Regions from separate parts of the Mus musculus genome. Here region 2 is linked to region 1. The links are chromatin contacts, called in public promoter capture Hi-C maps. All regions are on one chromosome and are shown on one strand. Each heading gives the region's core, a stretch centred on a gene start, on an enhancer-like site or on the middle of the called end of the contact. The rest is flanking DNA. Distances are from core to core; before and after follow the strand shown. Region 1 overlaps Aig1 (androgen-induced 1). Region 2 overlaps Hivep2 (human immunodeficiency virus type I enhancer binding protein 2).

The links. Capture Hi-C pulls out chosen DNA fragments and counts their contacts.
Region 2: a contact with region 1 is called in a promoter capture Hi-C map of adipose tissue. The contact joins two enhancer-like sites. A contact is called at or near these places in 2 of 9 other capture datasets (adipose tissue and liver).

Annotation. Positions count from the first base shown.
Region 1 is chr10:13,834,615-13,841,399 of GRCm38.p6, reverse strand. All of the region lies in intron 1 of Aig1 (androgen-induced 1), which reads left to right. Among named protein-coding and RNA genes, the nearest start is that of Aig1, 31 kb to the left of the region's middle. Within about 2 kb of position 3,934, at least 38 of the 459 cell types and tissues checked have an H3K27ac peak or open chromatin away from gene starts, as enhancers often do. A contact at or near this core is called in adipose tissue, where this site is marked.
Region 2 is chr10:14,113,830-14,121,013 of GRCm38.p6, reverse strand. The region is part of intron 2 of Hivep2 (human immunodeficiency virus type I enhancer binding protein 2); the gene reads right to left. All of the region lies in intron 2 of Gm51759 (a long non-coding RNA gene), which reads left to right. Among named protein-coding and RNA genes, the nearest start is that of Gm51759, 9.9 kb to the left of the region's middle. Within about 2 kb of position 3,798, at least 25 of the 459 cell types and tissues checked have an H3K27ac peak or open chromatin away from gene starts, as enhancers often do. A contact at or near this core is called in adipose tissue, where this site is marked.

The DNA of each region.
Region 1 (6,785 bases), core at 2,685-5,184:
AGATAGATGCTTCTAGAGGAGGTACTGTGTACTGTATTAATGCCTGGTGGAATTTCTCCAGGGGACGTTGGCTTCGTTTCTTCCTTTTATCCAGAGCGATTGCAGTGTAACCAGTGTTGTGATGTAACTGTATCTTATATTGGTATATTCAACCTTTTAAAAATATAGTTTTGTTCATGTACAGATTTGGCTAGTGAGTGTTCTCTTTTAGTGTTTACACATATACATTATATGTTTATGAGAACAAAGCAAATACAGAAGGTATCACTTTAGTCAAAAAGATGTCTGAGCCAAGAAATTTCCGCTTATATTTCTAGTTATTCGAAACAATCAGTCCATAGTCATTATTTTATAAACATATGATGCTTTTATACCTATTTAGTAGAATTTTCAAATCTATAATCTTTTTTAAAACTTCCTTTCCTAGTCCTGGGAACCTAAGGCCGTGTTTATGGTAGGCCAGCCCTCTACCACTGGGGTATATCCTTAGCCTTTTAAAAGATTTTTCTTACTGATGTTTGTTTTTTATTTTTTCACATGGGGTTTCTCTGTGTAGCCTTGGCTGTCCTGGAACTCAAGCTGTAGACCAGACTAGCCTCAAACTAAGAGTTCCACCTACCTCTGCCTCCTGAGTGGTGGGATTAACGGTATGCACCACCACCAACCAGCAGGTCTTTCCAAAAGTTTTTCATTTCGATCTGGGAATTGCCAAGGCAGGCCTAAAACTGTCTATCTCGTTGCGACAGCTCCTGAGTGACTGACTGGGAACAGGCATTTTGATTCTGATGTATTCTCTTTCTCTCTTTCTTTTGCCCAGTGTATATGAGAACATAATTAATATGTGAGATTTATTCTACAATCTTTCTTTGGGACCTATTTGCTATAGCCACACTTGGATCTTTTCAATGTAAATAGCCTGAATTTATTCTGGGGCTATGGGCTCCCATCTCCCAGATGTTCACACCTCCCAATACCCGCCTCTCCTGCTTCTCATTGGGCTTCAGGCTTTTCTCTGACCGTCTGAGCTACATGATCTATCTCTAATTATTCATTTGACACCTCTGTACCCCAGTGACCTTGCACTGCAAAGCACCATAGTCCATCAGTCTCATACTGTCCCAAACGGAAATGACCCTGGGCCCACATACATCCTCTTAATCTAAAAGCACATACTAATGCCTTTATAAGTAAGTGCCTATATAAAAAAGGTACTTACTTTTTCCTTTAAAAGCAGGTCATGATAAAGGAGAGAGGCATGCCTGTAGTTCCCTTGTTCCATGCCATCTCCTAGTTGGTGTTCTGTGAGGCATGCAGAAGGCTGTTCATAAGGGTGTGTGGCTCCAACTTGACGAAATTTGTCCTTGTTTCCCAAAGGTATAGAACAAAAATAAACACTTGTTTGCATTCCTCATACAAACGAGAACTCTCACATTCTCTTTTTTTCTGTCACTATGAAATTATGAAGTATCTTAGGTATTTTTAATGTATCTAAGATCCATGCTGCCATTTCACTTGGATGGTAGTGGGATTCTTGTAGCACTAGTCATATACTTTCTCAAACTGAAAGGACCTAGAGCCCACATAAATCTACTTAATCTAAAGGCATATATTCTGTAGTTAATAAATAACTACACAACAAAAATTGTGTAATAATAAATAACAAAAAGCAAACTTGAAAATATGATTCAACTACTTGTGGGAGTTTACCACGTACACTGGCAAACTCCAAGGTGTTCTATTTGAAGGTCAGTATAATGTGGAAGTCGCCAATTGGAGCAGATAATGTCTGAGAAGGGGCAAAACCTTATAAAACTTATCTTGAAACATTTGCCTAGGAGGTCCTATTTCCCATGATAAAGATCAGTATTTAGAGACAGTTTTGCCTTCATCTACACCTGAATTATATAGACAGAATGTTGGAAAGAGCATGTCATAGATTTAAAATACTTACAAGAGACATTTCTGAGGTTAGGGGTTCTTAGCTAATTGGCTTTATTCATGCAATTTCGCATTCACTTTCTGTTGCCGTGTACACGTCCCACACAGGTTCTGGGTTGTTGTCTGATTTTAGGTCACATATCAGTTAAGATCCCATCTGATCCTGACTCGGGTCAAGAGCATCTTTGATTTAGGTTTTAGATTCTGTAGCCCTTTAATGATGTCATCCGGTGCTGAAGCCATCTGTGAGATAAATTGTCTTGATAAGTAAAAACTTGGAATGTATTTTATGGTATTAGAAGATTTAATTCACTTTTACAAACATTTCTACTCCTAAATGCATCCTCCCTTCCCCTGCATAATGACTCCCTGCTATTAATGTGCTGAAACTACACATCATATATTTGGCAAATACAGACACTAGTATGTTGGAGGTTAGGCCTGTCTGGACATATTCTAGACAGCAAATGCACAACCATTTAACAGCCTGCATTTCCTCACTTACAGTTTACTTAGAGTTTGTAGCTAGTGGTTAATCAATAAATACTTGTTTAAGCGATCAATAGTGGTTTTAATTCCAGGTTAACAAGGATCCCTGCTGCACTAACAGTTTATATGAACTCTATAAACGTCTCCACTTTTTGAGTAGTTCGTGGTGTCAGAGTAGGACCCTCCCAGTAGCTGTGGACATGGAGGCGGAACACTGGCAGGTTGGGCACTTCCTATCATCATTTGCTCCAGAGAAGGGAGTCCGTGGAAAGTTGGCTGCTGTCCCCTTACTGAGTTTTTATGCAGTGTGGTTTGACTGTACCCTTGCCTGTGGGGAACATATGTCAATACCTTCTCTAGGTAACTGTCCACCTTGTACTTAAATATTGTTACGATTTTCCTTGACAAGTCTTGTCTTCCCATGCTGCTTATCATAGCATATTATTTCTGACTGAAAGGATTATCATTCTTTTGTTATGGCCAAATGTATCTCTTGCTAGTGCTGACTTATGGCTCGTTCCATAGATTTCCAGTAATGAGACGGAGTGCTATGAGGTAAACATCTGCGCACATGAGCGGGGGGGTTTTAAATCACAGCCTGCAAACCACGGAGCTTCGTGGTGCAGTTAGTCCATCTCCTCAGAAATGCCTGTGGTAAAGGCTTCTTGAAAATGGCCAGGCTCCAAGCAGGTCACTTAGGTGACACTTTCAGTCATTTGCGTGATAGGTCCATGTTGGCTTGGTGAGGCTGACCTCCACGGGTCAGGGAGGACAATTCACCAGCCGGGGAATTGATGGACATAGTCTCAGCGGGAGGGAGCATGAAATACTTTTAAACACATTGATGACTTTGCAGTGTAGCATTTAAACATGTAACCGGTCATGGATCCCCCAGTCACGGATGACCGCCCACTTTGTGACTGTGCAATGGCTATAAGATGTTCAGACGTGCCTGGGGGGAAGACCGTGAAAACAAACGCACGGCAGATCTCTGCGGAGCTCTCCTGTCCGGCTCTGCAGTGAGTCGCTTACCTCGTGCTGCTGAGTTACTTTTGGCCTTCGCTCTTGATCCCATGACAGGAGAAGACATGCATTACTAAGGAGTCAGAGAGCTGTGGAAGGGGGGACTTCCTCAAAGAGCTTGTGTTACAGTCCCTCTGGGTGATGGTGTGTCTCTCCTTCCCATGTGTTGCCCAACTCCTTCAGGAAGCTCCCCCCTCCCACACAGACACTGTAGGGGCTGGTTTCCAGTAAGAAGATCACTGCAGCTTTTGGGAACTAAAAACAAAACAGCCATTCCTGCACTGCGAGGCTTCATATGATGGGAGGAAAAAATACAGGAGGGGCCAGAGTTCATACCACTTTCCTGAAGGTTTTATTGACTTTTCTGCAGGGGAGAAATCTCTGTGTCTTCCAGATATATAATTCATTTTATATATGTGTATGTCACACAAACATCTGTCCTATATATGTATATGTCACATATATGTATGTGTCACATATGTGTATATCATATATGTATGTATATGGCACATGTAGTCAGACTATAGGAATAAATAAACAACATACAGTCTACTGTCTTCTCTTCTTTGCATTGTATATATTCTTTGCAATATACATAGATTCATCCAATGCCAGGTTATGCCCTTATAGTCTCTAACTAGAAAATCCCAGGTAGGTTTGGTTTTTTATTTCTTCATCATTTCCGCCTTAATTAATGCTCTTGTCTCACAGAAGCTCCTCCAGGCCTTTATGTATAACACGATAACTCTGGCTGCCTCCTTCCCATCTGTTCTCTCCCCAGTTCCTCGTTCCATGCCCCGTGCCACTTCACTTCCCGTTGCCACCCCACCCTTGAGCTCCCTCCATCGTGTTGCTTCTGTGTACTACGGTAAAAGCTAACTTGAAAATAACAGGGTCTCCAAGACCCACATGGCACTCCTTGCCCCGTCTTTTAGAAGGACAGCACCGCTACTAGTGTAGACAGGAGCCAGGAAACCCTAATAGATCAAATCAAGGCAGCTACACTCTGCTCTCTTAAAATTCTGTAAGTAATGTTTGCATTTCTTACTTCACATGTTGCTTTTATTTTTTTCTCTATTTTGGTGCAGTTTTGTCTCTTACTTGAGTTCAGTTCAGTAGGAATATTTAAAATACTAACCAGTTAATAACATAATTTGATGAATGAACTATAATTTAAAGCAATTTCATTCCATTTAATAAACTGCAGGTATACTGGAGTCAAATAAAATATGTTCTGGACAGAAAGACCGTATCTGTTTAGGAATAGATGCTAGGAGTCTAGGGACTTTCCCCCAATGTACAGAATATGGCAAGCATTTAATACATTCCACAGAAAAAGAAAATGCCACTCAATCTTTATTTCAAATTGATAGTGTGTGAAAATATGCATGGAATATTTATTCTCGTGAAAATGAGCCCTCATTCATAAGTGGATCATTAAGTAAGACATGACTTCCGGATAGGAAGGGGAGGTGGAGAAGCAGTGCAGAAGGACTGTGGAGAATGCACGTTCTAGAGGATCAAACACTCAGTGGCTCCAGAATACCCTGAGATGGTTTTGTTTTCTGATCAATTCTTGGGAGCGACAGGATGCAATGGGCCACTGAGTTTCCATGTGGTGGAAAACAACACAAGCAACCAGCCTGCTAGAAACGCACGGCCAGATGGTGTACATCCAGGTCATGCTGAGCTGACGGGTTGGAAATGCCAGCTCTGCAGAGTGGTTGGAGCCAAATGATTCTTCAAGGTAACCCTGCTTAAGACTCGCATGTGCGTCTCCATGTAAAATTACACTGTAAGCAGTGTGGTGAGTTTCAAGAAGACAGGGTAGTACTTTGAGGCATTAGATGTTCCCCGTGGGATCTGGTAACTGTCCATGGGAATCAAACTCTAGTAAATGTAGTAGAAATCCAAATCGTGTTTCAGTATTGGCCAACTGTTTCTTTAAGCAAATAACCCAAAGTCAACTCACTGGTGAAGGAATGGTGGAATGTTTTAGACATGTTACATCATCTTTTGATGATGAAAGCTAACAACAGACTGTTCCATTCTTTGGTGGGTATTAGGATCCCATGACCTTTATCATCTCAGGCAAGCATATTACCATGGATTTGCATCCCTGACTTGTTCTGTTAAAGAAACACTAACTACCAGCCAAGTTCCCTCTTTCTCCTTAGGCTGAGGCTCTAGGAAACCATTCGTCTTGCCTCCCTCTCCTTGGTGCATTCTCACTTGGAGAAGTGCTCATAGGAGTTCTGGGGAGGTTGAGGTCACTGTATGCAGGCAGGAGAGAGGCAAATGGGATGACTAGAGATGCAGGGAAGCCACCAAGTACTTGTGAGTGGACAAATGCGTTCGGTGACACGTTGCATAGGGCGAGGATACACTTTGATTCTGCATACCATTAGCTGTTCAAGTTCTGTTGTTTAGAATATTAATGACTTTCCTCATGGTTGAGACAAGGTTGCTGATGAAGCAAGGTAAGAAAGGGGTTACCTTGGCAGCCAGAGACAAGGAGAGAGAGAGAGAGAGGGAGAGAGAAGGAGGGAGGGAGGGAAAGAGAGAGAGAGAGAGAGAGAGAGAGAGAGAGAGAGAGAGAGAGAGAGAGAGAGAGAGAGGTATGAATGTGGGTACCCTGCTCACTTTCTGTATTTGGTTCATTCTAGGACCCCAGGCTAAGGTGTGGTGGCTCCTACATTTAGAGTGGGTCTCCAATCTCATTTAGCCTAATCTAGAAACTCTCACAGATGTGCTCAAATGTTTGTCTCTTGGGTTTCTAGCTCTGTCAAGTTGAGATATGAGCTCCCACGTGCTATTTAGTGCATGTCTCTTTGTAGAAATTCTTTTGGTTTTCTCCTCTACTAGAGTGAGTTTGTTTTCCACCTTTCCTTTCTGTTTTCAACTTCTCTCCTCTTCCTTTTCCTTCGATAGCTTCATAAAAGTATGCTTCCCCCCCAAAAAACAACTAGTCATTTATTCATTTAAAATTCAGGTTTATCAGTATCAATTTTTTATGTGATACAGGTTGAATATGCCTTATCAAAAATGCTTGGAATCGGGAGTGTTAATGGATTTTGGATGTTGTGTTTGGTTTGGATTTGGAGGGTTTATATTGTACATAATGTGCATACAATCCCCTGGCCTGAGGATGGGATGTCTAACACAAAATCCAGTTTTTGTGTGCCTTGTACACTTATTTGGAAAGTAATCTTATACAATATTCTTAATTGATTGGCTCATAAAACACCATTTACGTATCGCAGATGAAGGGTTTTAGATTTAGAAATGATGCTGCAGATTTGCATTTTGACATTGACCCATCAGATGACGTCACG
Region 2 (7,184 bases), core at 2,549-5,048, 280 kb before region 1:
TCTTGACATAGGTCTGCTTAAAGCCATGAAGTTCTATAAACTTGGTAACTTACAACTAGATTATTTCTTTCTGATCATATACACCCATTTATCAAATTTTCAAAAAGCATGTCAGTAAATACCAGTTTTCCCCAATTGATTAATATGCCAAAAAATTCAATAGCAGAGCAATTCTTATATGAAAAGAAAACAGCTATTTATCATTTTATTCACTGGGATTTCTTTTTATGGTAACCAAACCCACACAAAGTCATTTTTTGGCATTCACTGCCAACAAAGGACTCGATATTCCAAGCTCAGTCTCACATTCACATTTAAAATTTTCCCAGTGTTTCAGTGCACTGAGGACAAAATTCAGAGGATTCTGAGGGTTCCTGTGGATGGGGTGACAGCCAAAAGGTGTCTTGATGTCACGAAAAACAGTCACTGCATTGGGCAGTGGCACTTTTCAGAGGTGCTTGTACCGAAAAAGGTATTCTAGTCTGGGTGACTGTTCCAGGTTTTGTGTGTGTGTGTGTATGTCCACGTGCGCGTGCACATGTGCATGCACACACACATGCAGCCATGCCTGTGGCAACTGGAACACAAGAAAGGGCTACAGCATGAAAGAGAGAGTGGGCTAGGCAGCAAGACAGGTGGGATGGCTCGGCTCCGTGGTGCAGACCTACCTTACCGTGTTGCTTTTTGGCTGGGAAAACCATTATCTCAGGGGGAAAAAAGTTAATCTCGGGAAATTAACCCTCACGTAGGTGGCAGCAAATGTTAAGGGACCATTACTAGATTATCACATCCTAAGTAGTAAAATGCCAGCAGGCAACAAGCTCACCCTCTTTTCTTCTACAATTTCACTAATAAGACATTGTTAAACTCAACACGGCTTCTTAGCTGTGGTTTGCCGTTCTTATTGGTTTGCAGGATTATGTGGCCCTGTACTTATAGGCACAGAAAGCACACAGACTTTCCTGTTGCCAAGGATCATTAATCAAATATTTTAAGAAACAAATGAGCTCAGGCATGGTGTTCCTCAGCTGTAATTCTGACACTGGGGAGGAAGAGGGGAAGGTCAGCAGTTCAAGGTCATCCTTAGCTTCTTAGGACAGCCTGGGCTACAAGAGGTCCTGTCTAGAGCGGAGACCACTCGCACGCGCGCGCGTGCGCACACACACACACACACACACACACACACACACGTGCGCACGCGCACACACACACACACACACACACACACACACACACACACACGATCACGACTGGTAAATGTAGGTATCACCACTACCACTATGATACAACTGATGAGCTACTGCTCAGAAAGAAAGGTCAGAAGGTACCAGGAGGTAAGGAACCTCTCAAAACTTGAGACCAGTGCCAATGTTCAGATGAACACTGATTTCCTGGAGATCATTTTGGAAAGGTCCTTTCCTTAAAGATGAATTATGCAAAAAAAAAAGAAAAAAAAAGCTCCTCTTAGTAAAAATCTCCATAAAATCTTTATTTTTTTCCTAAAATGACTGAGTTGCCAATAGGAGGAGAGAACTGTGTATCTTCTGGGACCCTGCCAGACAACTTGAGAGAACTTCTGGGAAAACCAAATCACGGATGGCAGTCCCGTACTTTGACCTGTTTGCAGTCTACCTTGACATGTGAGAGTGCCGAGAAAATGGAGACGTGTTTTCCCAAGTGGGTAGCCATGCAGATGTAGTCAAGGCACATGACCTATTTTGATTCTAGCATGGCACTTTTAATATCTGATCATAAAATTTTTAGAGCCTCAGACAGTTGTTTCCAGGGACCTCTTTCCCCAATCGCATTGCAAAAGCTATTTTTATAAGGGTTGGGATTACTAAGAACTTTATATGGGGATAAACTATGCCAGAAAAACATGTACTCTCAAAGGAGACTCTCCCCATTGAAAAAGTTACAGTTAAAGTGGGCCTAGCATAGAAATCAAAAGAAACAAATGTCGTACAAGGTATTTCTCTCTAAATGGAGCACACCTGTCAGGCTGAGGGTGTTTATATATGCATTCACTGTAGAGCCAAACTGCTTTTCCAAACACACATGAAATCAATAGGAGAGAATAATGAACTTTAGTTATTAACCTGTTATCCTCATATCAATAAACTACATCACAATGTTTTTGCTTCCCAACTCTCTTCACTGAAGTTCACAGACAAATTCTGAGAACCTGAAGGATGAACAAGAACATTCAAGCTGTTGGTGCTGACAGTTAACTTAATGGGCATGCTGTGTGTCTTCACCCACAGAAACTGCCAGCTCTCAAAAACTAAAATTTGGGATTGTATCACTCAAAAAGCATTACTTTAATTTAAAAATTTTCTCGCTAAAGGGAACTGCAACCCTATAGGTGGAACAACAATATGAACTAACCAGTACCCCGGAGTTCTTGCATATGTATCAAAAGATGGCCTAGTCGGCCATCACTGCAAAGAGAGGTCCATTGGACTTGCAAACTTTATATGCCCCAGTACAGGGGAACGCCAGGGCCAAAAAGGGGGAGTGGGTGGGTAGGGGATTGTGGGGGTGGGTATGGGGGACTTTTGGGATAGCATTGGAAATGTAAACGAGGAAAATACCTAATTAAAAAAAATGTTACAAAAAATTTCTCTTTTAACATAATGCAAATCTTTGAATAAATATTTTCATTAAAAGAGAATTTCTTGTAACAGAGTAGAAGCAATTTAAAACACAATGCTATAGTTACAACTAGATGTACTGTGGCTAAGGAGATAGTTCAGTTGATAATGTGCTTGCTTGGTAAGCCTGAGGACATGAGTTTGATCCCCAGCCAGGGCTAGGCAGATTCCAGGGTTCACTAGCTAGCTAGTGTAGCATACTCAGTGAGTTCCGAGCCAGGGAGAGACTGTCTCAAAAACTAAAGTGGACAGTGTGCCTAAGGAAGGACACCCAAAGTCTGCCTCCATGTGCATGTGTGTGCAACTGCACACATATGTGCACTGTGGGCACAAAATCAAATCAAATGCACCAAGCATGGAAGCTGTGGCCCTGCAGTTCAAGCTGCCATTCTGTCTCCTGGTCTCAGAGGTTCCCCACGAAGCTTCTATAGAGAGTCATCATCAGGTAACTTCATACGCTCAGACAACCTCATAAAAATTCCTTTTCAGCTGCTACATTCTGTGCTAAAATTAATTTCTGAACTATGAATCCAAAACCAAAAAAAGAGAAAAAACTAGAGCTCCTTCATAGATACTAGTAAGTAATAAAGAAAAGAACTTTATTATACTATGAATTAATATTTATCTAAATCTAGTATAAAGAAATTCAAGGAAGATCACATTACTTAACCCAAGTATACCATCTGAGATTTTTTTGACTCTATGCATAAAAGGTTAACAAAAAAATAATATTATACATCTTGGTGTGGTATTGCCTACCTGCAATCCCAGAACTCAGGAAGCTGAGGGCAGAAGATAAGCAAATTCTAAGTCAATCTGGGCTACACAGGACATCAGAATACTAAAAAAAAAAAAAAAAAAAAAAAAATGACTGCCATGCCCACAGATGGACACTGTATATTTATTAATTAAGACTGCAACAGCACCTTGGTCTATAGTGTGGCAAGATGATCCCAAAACTTTTGCCAAAGAACTAAAGAACCACAACCCGACAGTGAAAAGGTGCCATGTCCTGGGACCACCTCTTACAAAGACTTCGAGGGTTCTCACCCCTCCTCCCTTCCCCTCATCACCTTACTGCACCCCTGAAGTAGGACTTTGGGACACCCTATGCACTTTAAGATATGACTCATTACAAGCAAGCAGGCCCAGTTGGTTCCTCTAAAGACACAAAAGGCACAAAAAATAGCTTCTGCGATTGAGGCAGAAGCCACGTCAGCAAGCAGATGAATGTGGGTGGCCAGATAAGATTCTACCGCAGCCAAGAGCAAATTATTAAGCAAATGCTGGATTTATTTTCTGTTTTAAACTTGGTTCTTCTTGCCTCAAATCAACCACTGTGAACACTCAAAATGACAGCTGTCAAGCTCCTCTCTAACCTGGAAATGTCATCAAAGACAAGGACCATGGCTGCTTCCCATTAGAGGAAGAGAAAGAATGTCTGAAAGCCAAAAATGAAAGAAAAGAAAATACCACCATACTCAAATAGCATCTCTTAGAAGAAGAAGGAGGAGGAGGAGGAGGAGGAGGAGGAGGAGGAGGAGGAGGAGGAGGAGGAGGAGGAGGAGGAGGAGGAGAATCATATTCAAAAGAAGCCTGGTCACACAGCCTCAGAAAGGGGGAAAAACAAAGCAAAAACATTTTCTCTTGTATGTGGAATATGAGAGAAATATCATGTATAAAATAATATATGTATACATGTGAGTATATACACATGTGGGTACAGTATCACATGAAGAACAGAAAACAACAAAGGCTAACATATGAGATTGAGGAGGGAACTGAATCCAGATAATGAGTGTGAGTTTTAGAAGAGGCTGTAAGGTTAATTGTTTTTCTAGTTCTAAGTCCATTCTGGATTTTTGGGCAGAGGGCTTGGGTGGTGCATAAGATATTATTGCTATCAAAAGTGTAAAATTTAATGTGAAGCTGCACAGCTTCTATTCCGAATGCCTATTCTAATTGTACAAAATTCTACTGAGTTGCAAAGACTGCGGGTTTGGTTAATTGTGGGATGTGATTTTTTTTTTATTTACTTGAAATTTCGTTTTCCTTACAAATAAAGATTTGTCTGCTCATTTTCAAAGAGTGAAAATAAAGTCCCTTTGTAATAGGAACTTATACTAAAGTCAAACAAACAAAACCCATGTCATCTCTCAGCATAAAAGGAGAACAAATCATTGAACTCTTTTGCATTCGCATCATCTAAGACATAAATGGAGCCAAGATGCCATAGATAACTGAAAGTTTTAGGCAACAACTCTGTGCAGTTTCCGTAACTGGGTATCTAACAGTCACCACAGGAAGAGGTAAGAAAGACAGAGAGAGCTCAGCTCTCAGTAGATCAGCACAAATTCCAATTCACTATTACTGCCAGCCACCTCCACTGACCAGGCATCCCCTGTGAATGGCTGACAAGCTGAGACCAGGGAAATGCCCTTAGTTCTGGCTGTACAAGGGTTACCGGAAATGGGACATACTTTTCTCAGACCACGTTCTTATCTCTGAAGTTTCAGATTACTGCTCCCTTTTCACCACTTCACACAAAGAAGAAGAAAGTAGACCCAACAGATGTATAATTCTGTGACTTAACCTGAATTATTGCAAGTTTGGTTTTCTCTTGGAAATCAACAAACCTTAGTGACATTGTTATGCTCTGACCTTGTAGAACATTACTGTGATGTTAACGCAGAGATTCCAATGATATTAAGATGAATATCACAGAATTGATTGGAGTGAGTTTGCCCAGACAGGCAATCACTTATAGTCCTGCAAGCTAGGCAATTATTTTCATTATTAAAATGAAGACATAGTCAAACTCTCTTGGAAAATTAATTTTCCCATTAATTTTAAGTGATCTTTTAAAGCTTGGCTTCTCCATCAAAATAAAAGAAAAATATTTCCCCAAACTGCTGGTTTCTTGATTTCATTTCCTAGAAATGAATATGTGGTACATTGTTTTTTACAACGTACCACTTTAAAAAAAAAAAACAACTTTACTTTTAGGTTATTAGATTTGTATGAAAATCACCAGGTGACAAAAATCACATTTAATAAATACTAAGTTTGCCATAAAGGTTGCTGATGAATGTTGTTTTAAAAAGTCTCCGGGTTGCAGAAACCCAGTGAACACACAAGGCTAGTGAGTCACATGGATCTTGGAGGGGAACCTACAACCACCACTTCCCTGAGGCAACATAGCCTTTAACTACCTTCTAAATATTTCTCATTATGCCCACAGATAAGTATGTGTCCTCATTTGTGACCAAGGAAACTTGTCTTTGAAACAGATGGAGACCATTACAGAAAACTACAGTCCATGCAAATGCAGACTTGTGGAAGGGATGCATCTAGAGAACAACGGCCACATCTAAGGCTCAGGCAACATCGTGGAAGAGGGGCAGAAAGAATTAAGAGCCAGAGGATCAGAGAATTTGCTGGGAGATTGTGTCTCCTAGTAATGTCAGAAACTACGCCATAAAGTCTCACCAACGTGACTACCTAAACATGAGCTAAACAAAGACAGCAACGATGTCAAAATAGACAGGGAAACCCCACAAGGCTTCAACCTTATGTAAAGAAGTACAGGCAACTAGGGAGCGCTGAGACAGGAAAAAAAAAAAATCAAACAGTCTTTCCAAGGGAAGAGCTTGCCCACTAGTTATCCAATACCAAAAGGTCGTCTCTGAAAACATACATATTTTTAATATTATACAGACTAAGCAGGTTAGATTTAGGAATACATATACACTTATGCATGTAAGAAAAATAAAATGCAAAAATAAGGCCATGCATTTGAAAGAGAGTAAGGCTTGGTAACTGATAGTGTTTGGAGGAGTGGGGAAGGGGAGGGCAAAATGTTGTGATTACATTATAGCCTTGAAAACAAAAACAGAAAACCATCTCAGGCTCCTCTGAACTTAGACTCCTTAGCAGGAGGTAAGTATGGTTTCTTTAACTGGGTACAGGCTGGCTGCTCTGTCACTAGCAGGCTTCTCGCTCTTTAGTTAATATTGAGAGTATTTTCCAAACATTCATCTCCAATGTGTAATTGAAACTTAGAAAGCCCAAGTATCCCTGCTTCTATCTAAGTGGTTTGTTGGCCTTTCTTGTCTTGGAAGAAAACAGTTCTTCAGATCAGATATTTACTTGTGGATTGTAATATATTATTTTCATTAAATTAGCCAAGAAAAAGAGTATACTCATAAAAGACAGATATTTGAAGAACCCCATTGTTTATAGGACTGGTTGCCATCAATCTCTACTCTTCCTGAGTTATTCTAAAAAAATTAATTTAATGAGACTTCAGTGAATTTTGCAAAAGGCTAATATTTCCCCAACAAACCTCTCAGGCACTATAAGAGCCTCCAACGATCTTAATTTTTCTTTCAGGTTAAAAATATATGCTAAATCATAGTTTTAAGAAAAGACTCAGACAAACCTGCCAGCCTTAAGATAAGAACTCTCCAAAATAAAGTCAGCCTTCACTTGAATAAACCCTGTGATGACTGGACCAGTAGAACATTGCCA